Linked DNA regions of Oryctolagus cuniculus: region 2 is linked to region 1. The links are chromatin contacts, called in public Micro-C maps. All regions are on one chromosome and are shown on one strand. The core of a region is the stretch at or near the end of the contact, and the rest is flanking DNA. Distances in the headings are between cores, read along the strand shown.

Evidence for each region. Hi-C and Micro-C count contacts between places; a contact is called where the count stands out from the background.
Region 2: a Micro-C map of ear pinna shows a contact between it and region 1, with 12 times the contacts expected there. The contact joins two enhancer-like sites. A contact is called at or near these places in 5 of 6 Hi-C or Micro-C datasets (ear pinna, embryonic fibroblasts, psoas muscle and 2 more).

Annotation. Positions count from the first base shown.
Region 1 is chr8:17,156,799-17,164,254 of mOryCun1.1, forward strand. No RefSeq gene overlaps it. Among named protein-coding and RNA genes, the nearest start is that of TMEM184C, 64 kb to the left of the region's middle. Within about 2 kb of position 3,568, at least 1 of the 8 cell types and tissues checked has an H3K27ac peak or open chromatin away from gene starts, as enhancers often do. A contact at or near this core is called in ear pinna, where this site is marked.
Region 2 is chr8:17,656,935-17,664,390 of mOryCun1.1, forward strand. No RefSeq gene overlaps it. Among named protein-coding and RNA genes, the nearest start is that of TTC29, 210 kb to the right of the region's middle. Within about 2 kb of position 2,572, at least 1 of the 8 cell types and tissues checked has an H3K27ac peak or open chromatin away from gene starts, as enhancers often do. A contact at or near this core is called in ear pinna, where this site is marked.

The sequences.
Region 1 (7,456 bases), core at 2,318-4,817:
GCTGCTAGGCGGAGGATTAGCCTAGTGAGCGGCGGTGCCAGCCAGGGCTTAAGTTTTTTTTAAAAGTTTTTATTTAAAAATAATTGGTTTTCTTTGTAATTATTAGAATATTTTGAAAGGGGTCTAGAAGCTTCCCTAGCTTTCCAAAGGGATCTATGGCAAAAAAGTGGTGAAGATCCCAGCTAGGGCACCTGGGGGTGAGGTCCTGGTGACGGTGGCCTGGGGTTTCTCCGCTGCTCTTTTCCAGAGTAGAGGGGACGTAGAAGGCTTGAGAGGGTGCAATTGCATGAAGAAGAGAAAATTCAAAATATGTCTACTTCTAAAAATTTTTCATTACTTAAATATTTTATTTGAAAAGCAGGGGTGGGGGGAGCGGAGAGAGAGAAATATCTTTTCTCAGAGGGTTCACTCCCCAAACAACTAAAAATGGGCCAGGCTGAAGCCAGGAGACAAGACCTCAATGTGGGTCTCCCACATGGGTGGCAGGAACCCAAGTACTCAAGCTACTGCTTCCCACATTCTTATCAGGAAACTGGAATCGGGGAAGGAGCCAGAACTTGAACCCAGGCACTCAGGTGTGGCATGTAGGCATCCAAGCCACATCCTAATTACTGCACCAAACGCCTGTCCCAGGAGGTCTCAATCTTACTGGAAGAGTTACTGGGTATACAGGCAAAGAGTTTAGAGTTAGTCCAATCTTGCCGTTGATATCCTTCTAATAGTCACATTTGTTCCTTGAGTCAGCAGATGCTTTCTGAAGGCACACCATGTTCCAGACTGTGGGTGCGAGCTTGGGAGCAGGCAGGTGTAAGGTTCAGTTCCTTCTGTCACTCACCAGCTGAGTGAACTTGAACAAGTTAGTTCATATCTTTAAGCCCCATTCATCTGTTAAAGTGGAGATACTGATTCTTAATTTGATAGAGTAGATAACAGGATTAGAGAAAATTTATAGAACATGGAATTAAGAGATTATTTTGATACAAACAGAAATTCATGTGTATAAAAGGCCTTCAAAAATTTGGAAAATTATTATGATAAAACTATGCATGGATCTCAAATTTATTTTACACCAAAGTAAACCTACATTTATTTTTCTTTTATTTAACTTTTATTTAATAAACATAAATTTCCAAAGTACAACTTTTGAATTATAGCAGCTTTCCCCCATAACCTCCCTCCCACCTGCAACCATCCCATCTCCCATCCTATTATTCATCAAGATTCATTTCCAATTATCTTTATATCCAGAAGATCAACTTAGTATATACTAAGTAAAGATTTCAACAGACTGCACCCACAAAGACACACAAAGTATAGAGTACTGTTTGAGTAGTAGTTTTACCATTAATTCTCATAGTATAACACATTAAGGGCAGAGGTCCTACATGGGGAGCAGGTGCACAGTGACTCCCATTGTTGATTTAATAATTGACACTCTAATTTATGATGTCAGTAATCACCTGGGTCTCTTGCCACGAGCTGCCAAGGCTATGGAAGCCTCTTGGGTTCACCAACTCTGATCTTATTTAGACAAGGCCATATTTAAAGTGGAAGTTCTCTTCTCCCTTCAGAGAAAGGCAAACCTACCTTTCAATTCCATTTTTTTCCAAGAACCATTTGAAGTACCCTCTTGGGTACACTTTGTATGTGTCACTTAAAAAAATAAAATGAGTAGATATAAAGCCCTATAAACACAAGCGATGACAATGGCTGTGAATCACCAGTTTGTGCCTGAAGTCTTACATTATGGTGCTGATAGTTGTGAAAGAAAAGCATATAAAATGGTCTGATTTCTCTTGGAGACTCATCAAAAATTACATTTCCTTCGTAAGGAAAAAAAACCATTTGATGAAAGTTCTTATTAGCTTGAATTTTAAGACTAGGGGAAAAAATATTAGGACAAATGTCCACTTTGTTTTTTTCTTTTGACTCCCCAAATGGCTGCTACGGCTGGAGCTGCGCCAATCCGAAGCCAGGAGCCAGGTGCTTCTTCCTGGTCTCCCACGCGGGTGCAACAGCCCATGTGCTTGCTTTTTACCCATGGAATGTAGAGAATCTTCCCAGACCTGGAAAACTGCTTGGCTTACTTTCCTTTGTCACTGGTTAAAGACTGTTTCCCTTTTTTTTTTTTTTAATTTCATGAATACAACTTCCATACGTACAACTTTAGGAATATAATGTTTTTGTCTTCCATACCTAACCTTCCTCCCCTACTCCCATCTCACCTCCTACTCCCTCTCCCATCCCATCCCATCCCATTTTTTTTTTTTTTGACAGGCAGAGTTAGACAGAGAGAGAGAGACAGGGAAAGTTCTTCCTTCCGTTGGTTCACCCCCTCAAATGGCTGCTTTGGCCGGTGTGCTGTGCTGATCCAAATCCAGGAGCCAGGTGCTTCCTCCTGCTCTCCCATGTGGGTGCAGGGCCCAAAGCACTTGGGCCATCCTCCACTGCCTTCCCGGGCCACAGCAGAGAGCTGGACTGGAAGAGGAACAACTGGGACAGAATCCGGCGCCCCAACCGGGACTAGAACCCGGGGTGCTGGTGCCGCAGGCAGAGGATTAGCCTAGTGAGCTGTGGTGCTGGTCTCCCATCCCATTCTTTAAGATTCATTTTTAATTATCTATATATACAGAAGACCAACTCTATGAGAAGTAAGGATTTCAACAGTTTACACACATACACACATATAATGTAAAAAGTACTATTAGAGAACAAGTTTGGCAGTTAATTCTCATAGTACAACTCATTAAGGACAGAGGTCCTACATGGGGAGCAAGTGCACAGTGACTCCTGTTGTTAACAATTGACACTCTTAAGACATCCTTAATCACCACATTGGTGAGAGGTATATTATATTGAAACATTTTTAAAGTTGTGTTTTTAATTATGATATTGAAAGATTCACCCTAAAGTTCTGTTCCCAGATAGTTTATTTTTTTTTTAGAATCAAACACAGGGCTTTCCTTTATTTTGGTTTTTAACTTGGACAGCTCACATCCTTAAACCATGGTTATAACTGCAACTACCACCAGGTTGCGCTGTAGTTCCACATTGGAAACAGACTGGTGGCTGAGCAAGGAATTCCCAAGGGCCTTAGTTACTATATTATTTCTGCTGCTTGAAGCAAAGAAGGGTGGAGACGAAAACTTAAAAGGAAAAAGAAAAGATTTTGCTGAAAACATAATTTCAAAACGACTGTGGTTTAAAAATTTGATTATCAACAAAAAAGATCTTATCTGTGAATACTGCTATTGTCCCTTTTAGAAAAACGGCTTTAAACTTAGTCCTGTTAAAAGTATTTTCTTAATTGGAAAAAAATTAAAACTCTGGAGGTTTCATTTCCTATATTCTCTGGTTAAAAGTTCCAAGACAAGGTAGATTTTATTTAAAAATCATAATGGTATCTTGGACAGAAATCAAGCTTTAGAAAATATAGAAACATTTCAACTTAACTCTTTCTTCCTGGCAAAGTGCTTTCTTTTCTCTTGTTTTTCCAAATGTCAATATTTATGAATCGGGGGTTGTGGGAAATGTTACCTAGAGCTGTGAGGGCCCGAGCCTGCCTTCCTGGCTCACTGGGGAGTTGGGTGTGAGTGCAGGGGGGCAGTGTTTGGTGGGAAGGACCCAGTCCCAGCTTTCTTTGCGCCCCGTGGTGTGCCCTTTGAAGTGAAAGAATTCTGTGCTGAGCTCTGCTTGGTAAGATGAGCAACACACATAAGTTTCTGTGTATCCCTTCTGTATAAAAGCAGGTGCAGATATACAGAGAAGAAAACCAGCCAGGACTTCTGGCGAATTTGGGAAGTACCCTGATAACATTCACAAATCTGAATTTTTGGGGTCAGACCATTTTTTGATCATGGCACTGTTGAAACACCCATCACTTTGAGTGTTACCTCTCTTACAATTTGGGTCGTAGTAGTTTTGCCAATGGCAAAGAAAGAAGGCAAGAAGAATGAAGCTTTCATAGAGATAAGAGAAAAATCATGACATATTAGTAAACTATGGAGCTTATTTATTTTAAAAATGAGTTATATATCAAGATGAATAAATTTTATTATATAAAAACATGTTTGGTTTTGGTTTATTTCCTCTCAAATGGTCAGTCATTAGCGTCTGAACAAGAAGATAAAGACTGGAAATGAATAATCTTTTTCCATTCTGGGGGAGAACTGGGAGATACCTGGGCAAATTGGAACCATTAACCAATTTTTAAAGAAAATCAAACATTTGAAAACAATGTCATCAGTAAAATATGTCTGAAGTCGAAGGACAGGTTCTGACATTGAGTCAGAATTCACTTAGCACTTCTTTGTTATTCCTACTTTAAATCTTTCCCCTCTTTACCCCGTGCACAGTAAGTGTCCCAGTGTCTTAAGGATCCTGTGTTTTTCTTTGTCCTCATGGCTTCCGCAGTTCATTTGCTTGCATTACTTGTGACTGTCCCACCCAGGCACCTCACTGGTTCAGGCTGCTCCTTGATTTTCAAAGGCTCCTTATATAAATAATGAGATAAAATTTCATAGATCACTTGATGATTCCGGATTTGGGAACTCACTGTCCTAATTCACTTCTGGAATAGTATGGCAAAAGAATCAGTGAGATGAATGAACAGAACAGTTAGGGGGAATGAAAGTCTCAATTATTTTGTGGAGAAAATGATTCTCTGTGGGAAAGATGCTTTCATTTCAAGTCCAGACACATGGATACGGCCTTCTACTTCTTTTTCCATGATCAGCTCAATTCTAAGTGCATCTCTCACACTTGCTGTGTCAGTGTTTGGCTGTTGAAATCTCCCTGCCTCAGTTTCTTTGTCTGTAAATGGGCATAAAAATATTTAGCTGAGATGTTGACAGTGTTAAATGTGTCATGTGCAGTTCTTGGTATAATACATATGCAGTGTGTGAATTTCCACCTGCCTTCCTTCGCTGATAGGGACACACCAATAAAACAACACAGCGGGAAGGGTGTTTGCCCAAGTGGTTAAGACACCCTTGTCCCATGTCAGAGTGCCCCAGTTCAAGTCCCCGCTTCACTCCCAATTCTAGATTCCTGCTATTGCAAACGCTGGGAGGCAGCAGGTGATGGCCCAGGTAGTTGGTTTCCTGCCTCTCATGTATGAGATGTGGGTTGAGTTCCAGGCTTCCTGGTTTGGCCTGCCTCAGCCCTAGCTGTTGCAGACATTTGCGGAGTGAATTGGTACTCCATCTGCCTCTAATTCCCTGGCACTCTCCATCTCTGCCTCTCACATGAGAATTATAAACGACCCCCCTCCCCCATATATATACTTCTCTGAGGTTATAATACAAAACTGTTTAAACCAACTTGTGCAGCACCTAACACTCCAGTGTATGTCGTATTAAATTTATTTGCATGCATTTCATAAGTACAACTTTAGGAACAGAGTAATTCTCCACCCCCCCACATACCTACCCTCCTACCCACACTCCTTCCCCTCTTTTTCCTCTCCTGTTCCCAGTGTTTTCTTACTATGATTTATTTTCATTTAACTTTATACAGAGGATCACAGTGTATGCCATTCTTGAAATTCAATACTTAATGAAATTACCAATGGAAACAAGACTCAAAGTCAAGTTATAAATTGTGGTGGGAACAGCTGGTGTTGTAATACTTTGTTAATATACATATGTATAGAATTGTAATTTATGAATGTATTCTTATGTATATGGTTATTAATGTATTTATGTCTAGTTGTATTCCCAGAATTACTTCTGGACTAGAAATCCATGTGAATATTTGAAGTATGTTTTAGATGAGATCATAAAGTATAGTTCTATGAAGGTATTCCAATTTTTTTTTAAGGATTTATTTATTTGAAAGAGTTAGAGGAAGAGACAGAGTGAGATCTTCCATCCACTGGCTCACTTCCCAAATGGCTGCAATGGCCACAGCTGAGCCAGGCCAAAGCTGGGAGCATGGAGGTCCATCTGGGTCTCCCATGTGGGTGCAGGGTCCCAAGGACTTGGACCATCCTCTGCTGCTTTCCCAGGCCATTAACAGGGAGCTGGATTGGAAGTGGAGCAGCCGGGACTTGAACCAGTGTCCATATGGGATGCTGGTAATCAAAGACAGAGGCTTTAACTACTGCACCACAATGCTGGCCCCTCTGCTTTTATCCTTTTGTTCATTCCAAAAAGAGTTGCGAGAGAAAAATTTGATACTGTAGAGAGGTGAAGAACAGAAACTCTGCTTAGCTAACCAATAGTAACAGTGCTTATGAAAGCCAACATGAGCTTAGCCTATTTTTTTAACAAAAGCCATATATTCATGTAAATACCACCTTTTTCATAAGAGTTGCTTTCAAAGTCCAGATACTTCTTACAGGGTTCTGTTATTGTTCCCAGTGTTTTAGGGCTAATTAAGGAATTGTGTCCAAGAGAAGCTCGTCTCATATTGCAGTCATCTCTTATTTTCTTAGGCTTAATCAGTTCTATCCAGTGACTTGCCATCTGCTTGTTTGCAAAATAAAATGAAACTGATCTTGATGAGAAAGTGTCTTTTCTTTCTTCTTCTTTTTTTTTTCTTTTTAAGAAGCCATTGCAGACAACAACAGCAACACCCCTAGTGTGTTAAGGAAGGCAACGCCTAGTTGGAGCCCAAAATCATTGTGAAAATCCTTGGAAGGTTGTTGCCTCCTTGGATGTGGACATCATTTTTGGGGGAAGATTTAAGGGTATTTGTTCAAACTCTGACACTGCCTTATAGCCATGTCTTCCGAATGTAAGTGAAACGGGGATCCTTCTGAGCTGAAAGACTCCGGGAACAGGTAAACCCCATTATGTAAAAGGAGTGGTGAATTTCTAAGCAGGGTCTGCTGTGTTCCATCAGACTCCACACACTTCTACAAAGAAAAGGGGAATGCAAAGGCCTTTGTGTTCACATCAGGCCGCTGTGTCCCTTTCATCCTCACGTGGGTTTGTTTAGTGAGTCACTGCAGGGCTGTGTGTATGATTAAATCTCTGCTAGTCATCCTAGAGTCAAATGATAAAGACGACGTGGTCCATTTTTTGAAACAGAAGCAGGAAAACAACATGAACTTGTTAGTAGATGCATCCAGGCTTTCATCTTAGCAAATATAGTTACAGGGTAGAAGTGAAGGCTGACAATGTTTGTGCATGTATTTATGTTTGACTTTTAAAAGAAAGGGGAGATTGGCTTAAAAAAAAAAAAAAGGCTAAAAAGAGAGTGCCGCAGGTTAGGTAGCTTTATTAGACCAATAAAAAAAGCATAGGAGTGTTTGGTAAATATAATTTCTGACACAGATCCTCCAACTTCACCTCCAAGAACTTACGTTGTTTTGTCTCAATATCATTCACGCATTTGAAAGTGACAGAGAGAGGGAGAGAGATCTTCCACCCACTGGTTCCCGCCCCAGATGACCCCAACATCTCTCACTGTACGTAGCAGAAACCCGAGCACTTGGGTCTTCATCCGCTGG
Region 2 (7,456 bases), core at 1,322-3,821, 500 kb after region 1:
GACACATTTGCTCTCTTTCTGGCAAAGGAATTAGCTTAGCACTTGACTCTTTGGAATAGAGGGGTTTAGTGAGTGTTCCAGAGATCATAATCTCCAGAAAATACCTTCCTAGAACCACCACAGTCACCATTACCACTATCACCCAGTGATGTTTAGCTAGAAATTTCCCAGGTAAAATATATATGGCTAAATTGTAGCAAAAAGGAATATCAGAGGGAGTGATATTCTGTTTTTTTCAACATATTTAAATGTAGATATATCTTATTTCCTAATCAAATATTTTTTAAAATGTTATGACCCCAAATTTTGTTTCCTTAAAAAAAAAAAAAACAAATTAAAAGTCCAAAAAGGGATTTTTGGACATCATTATTTATTTATCATGTAACTAAAAGAATAATATATGAATGAAGAAAATTAAATCACATGGATCTAAGAGGTTATAGGAGTTGATGGGAATATGCACAGGATATTTTAATGCTTTTAATAGTTGTTTAGAATAATATGGGAATGGTGCCCCTTTGCTTAGGCTTGAGAATAAGTATTTATATTGAATTTTAATTATTTTGCTTTCATAAAAACCCACTTAAAAGGTTCTTGAAGGAGTTAATTGGCTGCAACTAAGAGTTAGTGATCACCAAGTATTGTGTGTTTGCATGCATTTGTGCACAAAAGAAAGCTGAGAAGTGGAAGACTTTGATTATTCCCAGGTAGGGATATGGTCTACAGGAACATATAGAATATGAGGCAGTCAGTGTTGAAAATGACAGGTCTTCTGTCGTTTCTACATGGGTGATGCAATCTCTTAAGTAGGCACCAGTGTCTGTGTTATTGTCTCAGGAAGGGGACTCTTGGTGACGAGGCCTTTTCAAGTTGGCTTCCAGGCCTCCGCAGCATTTGTACTATTGACCTTTCCTTCAGATAACCAGGATTATTGCCATCCTGTGAAGTGAGCTCTAGGTCTGAGTATGTCTCTCCTTGTCTTCATGAACAAACTTGAAAAGCAGAGAGAGAGAGAGAGAGAGAGAGAGAGAGAGAGAGAGAGAAATCTTTTGTCTGCCAGTTCACCCCTAAATAACTGTATTTAGCCAGGGCTGGACCAGGCTAAGACCAGGAGGCTGAAACTCAATCCAGTCCACCACGTGGGTGGCAGGCACCTGAGTACTTGATCTACCACCTGCTGCCTCCCAGGGTGCACATTAACAGGAAGTTGGAATGGAAGTGGAGCCAACACTTGAACTCAGGCACTCTAATGTGGAATGAGGGCATCCCAAGAGATATTTTGCCTATTGCAGCAACCTCCAGTCCCCCTAGTGTACATTTTAAGGTATAAGAGCTGCATATGGTGCTGATAGTGTGGCACAGTGAGTTAAGCCACTGCTCGGGATGCTGGCATCCATACATGAGTACAAGTTGGAGCTCTGGTCGCTCCACTTCCAGTCCAGCTCCCTGCTAATGCACCTAGGAAAGCAGGGGAAGATGGCTCAAGTGCTTAGACCCCAGTCACCCATGTGAGAGACCCAGATGGAATTGCTGGCTCCTGGTTTTGACCTGGCCCAATCCACTCCATTTGGCGAGTGAGCCAGTAGATGGAAGATCTTTCCTCTTTATCCCTCTCTATGTCACTCTGCCTTTCAAATGAATGAATAATAAAAAAGAGCTGCATATGGACTTGCCCATGGGCCTTTCCTGAGAGCAGGCACAACCCAGGCATATGGGGCAGCTTAATTGAAGTTAGTTGAGATCACTGGAAGATATTTAATCCCATTTATGAATTTTTATTAGTGTAGAGCTTATTTAAAATCTATCAGAAATACAGATAGATAATATGTGGTCAGCATAATTTCTTCAAATTATTTTTATTTCTTTATAGAGATGTAGAGTTACAGAGAGAGATAGAGAGAGAGAGAGAGAGAGAGAGAGAGAGAGAGAGTGCTGGTTCACTCCCCAGATGGCCACAACAGCTGGAGCTGAGCCGATTTGAAGCCAGAAGCCAGGAGCCAGGAGCTTCTTCCTGGTCTCCCACACAGATACAGGACCCAAGTACTTGGGCCATTTTCCACCGCTTTCCCAGGCCATAGGTCAGTGTTTTCTAGTTGTCCTGGAAGAGGAGCAGCCAGGACTCCAACTGGCTGCCCATATGGAATGTCGACACCGCAATTGGAGGCTTAGCCTTCCAAGCCACAGTGTTGGCCCCAGCATAATTTCTTTTGTACTGTGATTTACCCTGGGGTTTTGAGCAACTAGAACTTGATTTAGAGAAGGAATTCTCCTTTACTTAAGCCTTATTCTAGTTTCAGTTTACTAAACTTAAAACAGTCACCATCAATCTTTCATTGTTTCTTTTGTCTCAGTGGAAAAATTGCAGTTCTGGAAATCCATTGAGTGGCTTCATTATCTCCTACTACCGCCTTGCCTTTCTTTTTCCCACTTGAATCCCCACCCACGCTGCTATCCGCAGCCCCGAAGGAAACGCGAGCTTCCGAGGAGAGTAGTGTGTGCACATGCCCGCGACAGCCGGCGCCCTGGACCGCGCAGCGACCAGAGAGATCTGGGTGCGAGAGCCCAGGGCACGGCGCCCTGCTCCCTGGTGTAGCCACCAAGACGCGGCACCTTTATCCCCAGGGGCAGGAGGGCTACCAGGGAGCTTACATTGGCCTTGCTGAGTGACAGGCCGGAGGCGCCCCCGCTGCCCGCTCCCGCCGGCTCCCGCCTTCTGGCCCGCTGGGAGCTTTCTGAGCACAGCTCCTGGCAGAAACTCGCCTTTGCCGTTTCTGACCGAAGATGATTCTAGTCCTGCAGCTAATCCCCTCTCTCCACCCCTGCCGGAGTAGCAATAGAACCCAGAAAGGCCCTATTTCTGTTTGCTGGCTGCGATCTGCAACTCCTGTTCTCAAGCATGACATAAAGCCACTCTGCCTTAGGCAACTGTAAGCAGAAAACTGGGATTGTTCCCCTCAGCCAAGACTTAGTTCATGCGTACGGGGCACTATATACAGCTTCAGATACTGGGAGTGTGTGTGTGTCACGGAAATAAAGAATTAAAAATTTCATGGAAGCTAGAATTAAATATTTATTTTAGTGCAAAAGTGTTGTCATGTATGTATATGACATGTATGTATGTATGATACATGTCACAGGTGCCTGGTCATGTTAGTTGAATTCATGAAAGCAGGAAGAAGTGCCACGGTAGAGAGGAGTCACAAGGGACAAGGGGAGCAACCAGCAGTCAATTGACGGACCGGAGAATCATGTCACCTCCCTTTTTTACCAGCTGTGTGACATGGGATTTCCTTCCCCCTGGCAGCTGCTTCAGGCTTCCAGTAATTTCTTCATCTCAACCAAAGGTGCTAAGAAAGCCTCTCTTTTCAGCCGTGTCAGATTGTCTTGAGATCCCAATTGGTGCTCCAGCTGCTGGGCCTCAGCTCCGACCCACGAAGAGGACTGGAGTCGAGTGGACAAGGGTGTGTGTTGAGGGTGCCCAGCAAGGGGAGAGTGGAGTTAGTAGACCCCAGTGCAGGGTATGCAGAAAGGGGCAGGTGGGGCAGGTGGATGAGGATGAGCCTCTGCTGGAGTCAGGCGGCTGTGCTGCCTTCCCACCCAGGGTCAGCAACAGATTCCAGGAGCTAGGGCAGAGGTCTGTGAGTGAAGTGTACTAGGGAGGTTCAGATTCCACACAAACTGTCTTAATTGGCTCTTTGCCTCTTAAAATGTAGACTGCTCTGTCCCTTGAAATGTACCACACTTAGCAGTGTTCCCGTTAGAGCCAGTCTCAAAGGCAGATGGCCATATCCTGATGCCTAAGGATATCTCTGGCCACACAGGACCCCTGTCCCTTTCTCTGATATCAATGTTCCCCTTAAAGCTTGCTGTACGAACCATTCAGGGAGGCTGGAATCACTCCTCCTGCCAGTGCAGTGCTTCTAGTTAGGATCACTTGGACAATTCACTTTGTGTTTTGTGGTCAGGAGAGGTTGTAGGAAATTGCTTTGGTAGAAATCAAGAAAACAGGGGCCAGCACTGTGGCACAGTGGGTTAACGCCCTGGCCTGAAGTGCCGGCATCCCATATGGGCGCTGGTTTGAGACCTAGCTGCTCCACTTCCTGCCTAGCTCTCTGCCATGGCCCAAGAAGGCAGTGGAGGATAGCCCAAGTCCTTGGGCCCCTGCACCCACGTGGGAAACCCGGAGGAGGCTCCTGGCTCCTGGCTTCGGAACGGCACAGCTCCGGCTGTTGCGGCCAATTGGGGAGTGAACCATCGGATGGAAGCCCCACCCCCACCCCGCTTCTCCTCTCTCTGTGTAACTCTGACTTTCAAATAAAATAAATAAATCTTTAAAAAAAAAAAAGGCAATAAGAAAACAGAAGATCATGGTTGGTGATTGGGCTCGAGCTTGCTGTTGTTGCTTTTTGTAGGTTGTTGTTGTTGTTGTCAAGAAGAATGCAAGGACTGCAGGACTGGGTTGTTCTGTTCCGACAGGCTGTTCCTGGCAGTTTGGCATTTGGGGGCAGGGATAATGAGAGCTGAGGTTTTTTGTAGGGTGGGCCTTCTTTCAGAAGTAGCTGTGTTGCTGCAGCCTGTGTTAGTCCTGCCTGGATGCTGACGACCAGGATGCCTGCAGAGCAGAGGCGCGCAAAGGTTGCATCCAAGACTTGTGCCTATGGCATGGATGGGGCTTCCATCAGATACCAAAGTCGTTCCTATCCCGAATGAGTACATATGGGTCACAGGAAGCCCTGCATGTTTTATTCTTGCGATTTCATCTATACGTTGTTCTTTCAGAAATGTTGGATGTGTGGCCGCACTAGGAACAATACAAAATTCTGTCCATTTTTCTTGGCGAGCAACAGCACCACGTGAGGATATGTAAGTCTTGGTGGCTGTTTTCCCTCTGAATAGTAGCAGGCTCCTCATTCTGAGCCCTGCGTGCTTTCAGCTGATTGGTCTAATGAGATCTATAAACCCTGGCTGCATAGAAGCCACTCAGATACACTGAGCAGCTGACCTTTCCTAGTTGATGCATACCATAGTATGAAAGCAGATTAAATAAGCTGCATTCCACGTGCAATACTAAAGTGATCTTACTACAATATAGGGACAGAGGAGGAGGATTACAAAGCAAAAAAATCAGATTTTTGTAGGCAGCATCTGAGCACAATGATGTCTTTTCCTTGCATTGCCTAAGTAAAGTTGAGGGGTGTGTGCACATCTGTGTGAATTTATATGTACCTGTGTGCGTGTCTACCAGTGAGTCAAATCCCAGTCTTCCAAAAATGAAAGTATCTAACCTCCATCCTCAGTGTATCATTGGTTAAGCACTGAAAAATCTTCATCTAAGAATGGTTCTGTACTTCCATAGGCAGTGCATGTTTATGTAAGAAATGTGTCTGCTTTTCTTCACGTAGGTCATGCCTTTTGAGGAATCCTCAATTCTGATATGTCATGGTTTATTTTAGTTAGTCTTCATTCAGAATTTCTTTCCTAAGTGACAGTCAACAGCACTTCTAACCCTTTCTAAAAAGAAAATATTCAAGTAATGCCAAAGGGAAAATATTGACCAGGGTAAAGAGTCAAAGGGGAAACACTCTGCTTCTATTGAACTCTGAGGAAAATGTGCTGACCGACCAAAGGGGCCCCTTATAGATCTCACAGCCATGGAGAATAAGGAAATTCAATCAGGAACCTCTTACTGCAGAGAAGTATAAATCTATACAATGTATGATTAGTTTTAAAATATTGATAGAACTCATGGGAAAATTATAGCAATGTTTCAGAAGTTGCTATATAATTACCCATGTGTCTGTATGTACCCACCTCCCTATTTGTTGATGGTGGGCATGACATAAATTAACATTCCTCAAAGTGTGTTCGTCTGCAAGATGCTCAGGGCAAAACGGTTTCAAAGTAAATGAGTTTGGGAGTCACCAACTGCTTCCCGTATGTTCTCTTGTTGAGAGTGCAGTGGCCTCTCTTCTGTAGGGTTCTGAGAAATTCTGCAGTAAATAAATGTATTGAAATGTATTGAGGGGAAGGCATTTGGCCTCGCAGTTATAATGCCTGCTAGGAGGCCCACACCCCTTGTTGGAGTTTCTGAGCTCGATGCCTACTTAGAGCTTCTCCAGATCTGCTAATGGAGATCTGGGAGACAGGGATGGAGGCGCAAGAAATTGAGTTCCTGACACCTCCGTGACAGACCCGGGCTGAGTTCCCAGCTCCTGGCATTGGTGTGGTCTATCCCTGGTGATTGTAGGCATCTGGGCAGTAAGCCAGCAGATGGAAGCCCCATCCCCATTTCTTTCTGCCTCTCATATAAGTAAAGAGAAAAAAGAAAAAAATTTTAGGTCAGTGTTTTCCAAATTTACTTGGCGCCAACTCCTTCTTTTTCAAAAATACCTGTTTTGCATTGTATTTTTTTCTTGACAAATGCAAGAAATTAGGTAAATTTACTTAAATGGGGAGCTGAATTTCATCGAAGTCGACACACAGAAATTTTATAAAATATGTATTCATGTCAAAACATGTTATATATCTTGAGTATTTATAAGTTTTACTTATTAATTATACCTCAATAAATCGGGGTAAAATAGTGGAAAAGCGAGCTAAGTTCCTTCAGAAAGACCCAGTGACTCAGGATGGGTGCTTCTGGATCTTTGATCACCTTTGCAGAGGATACTATTGACTTTGATTCTGTGATTGGGAAGAGGTTGTAATCTTTTCAGAAAAATGGAACTATTAACAAAAACTGTTTAAACATAAATTTCTAAAAGAATTCTTAACATTAAAATTCATAGAATACAATTTTTAACTAATAAAAATTCATTATATATTTCTAATTTATATATTTCTGTGATTACTTTGTAGGAATCACTAAGGAGTTCATATTTCTCACATATGTTAAAATAGTAAGTCATTTCTGAGTATATGAAATGATGGACAACATTCCTACAAAACTTACCTGGGGCTGTCTGCCCTCTATCACGCTGCCAAAGAAATCCTCAGAGCAGTTGTTGTTAGGGGTGCATAAAAAAGTACACTTTTAAAATACATATTTATTTGAGGGAGAGACAGAAAGAGACATACAGACGGAAATCTTCAGTCTCCTGGCTCAGTCCCCAGATGCCTGCGATAGTCAGAGCTGTGTCAGGCCAAAGCCCGGAGCTGAGAATTCAGCTCAGGTCTCTAGTGTGGGTGGCAGGGACCCAAGTACTTGAGCCATCACAGGCTGCCTCCCAGGATGCGCGTTAGCAGGAAGCTTTAATTTAAAGGAGAAGGAAGCCGGCACTAGAGTGCGGGCACTTCCATATGGCATGTTGGTGTTCATACCTGCCTTTTAATCACTATACTAAATGCTTGCCACAACAACAAATTCTTGAATAATAATAAATCATATTTCTTGGTATTTTTAAGGACAATCTACTATGGTTAACTAGGATTAGACAAGAATGTAGGGTGGTTAATT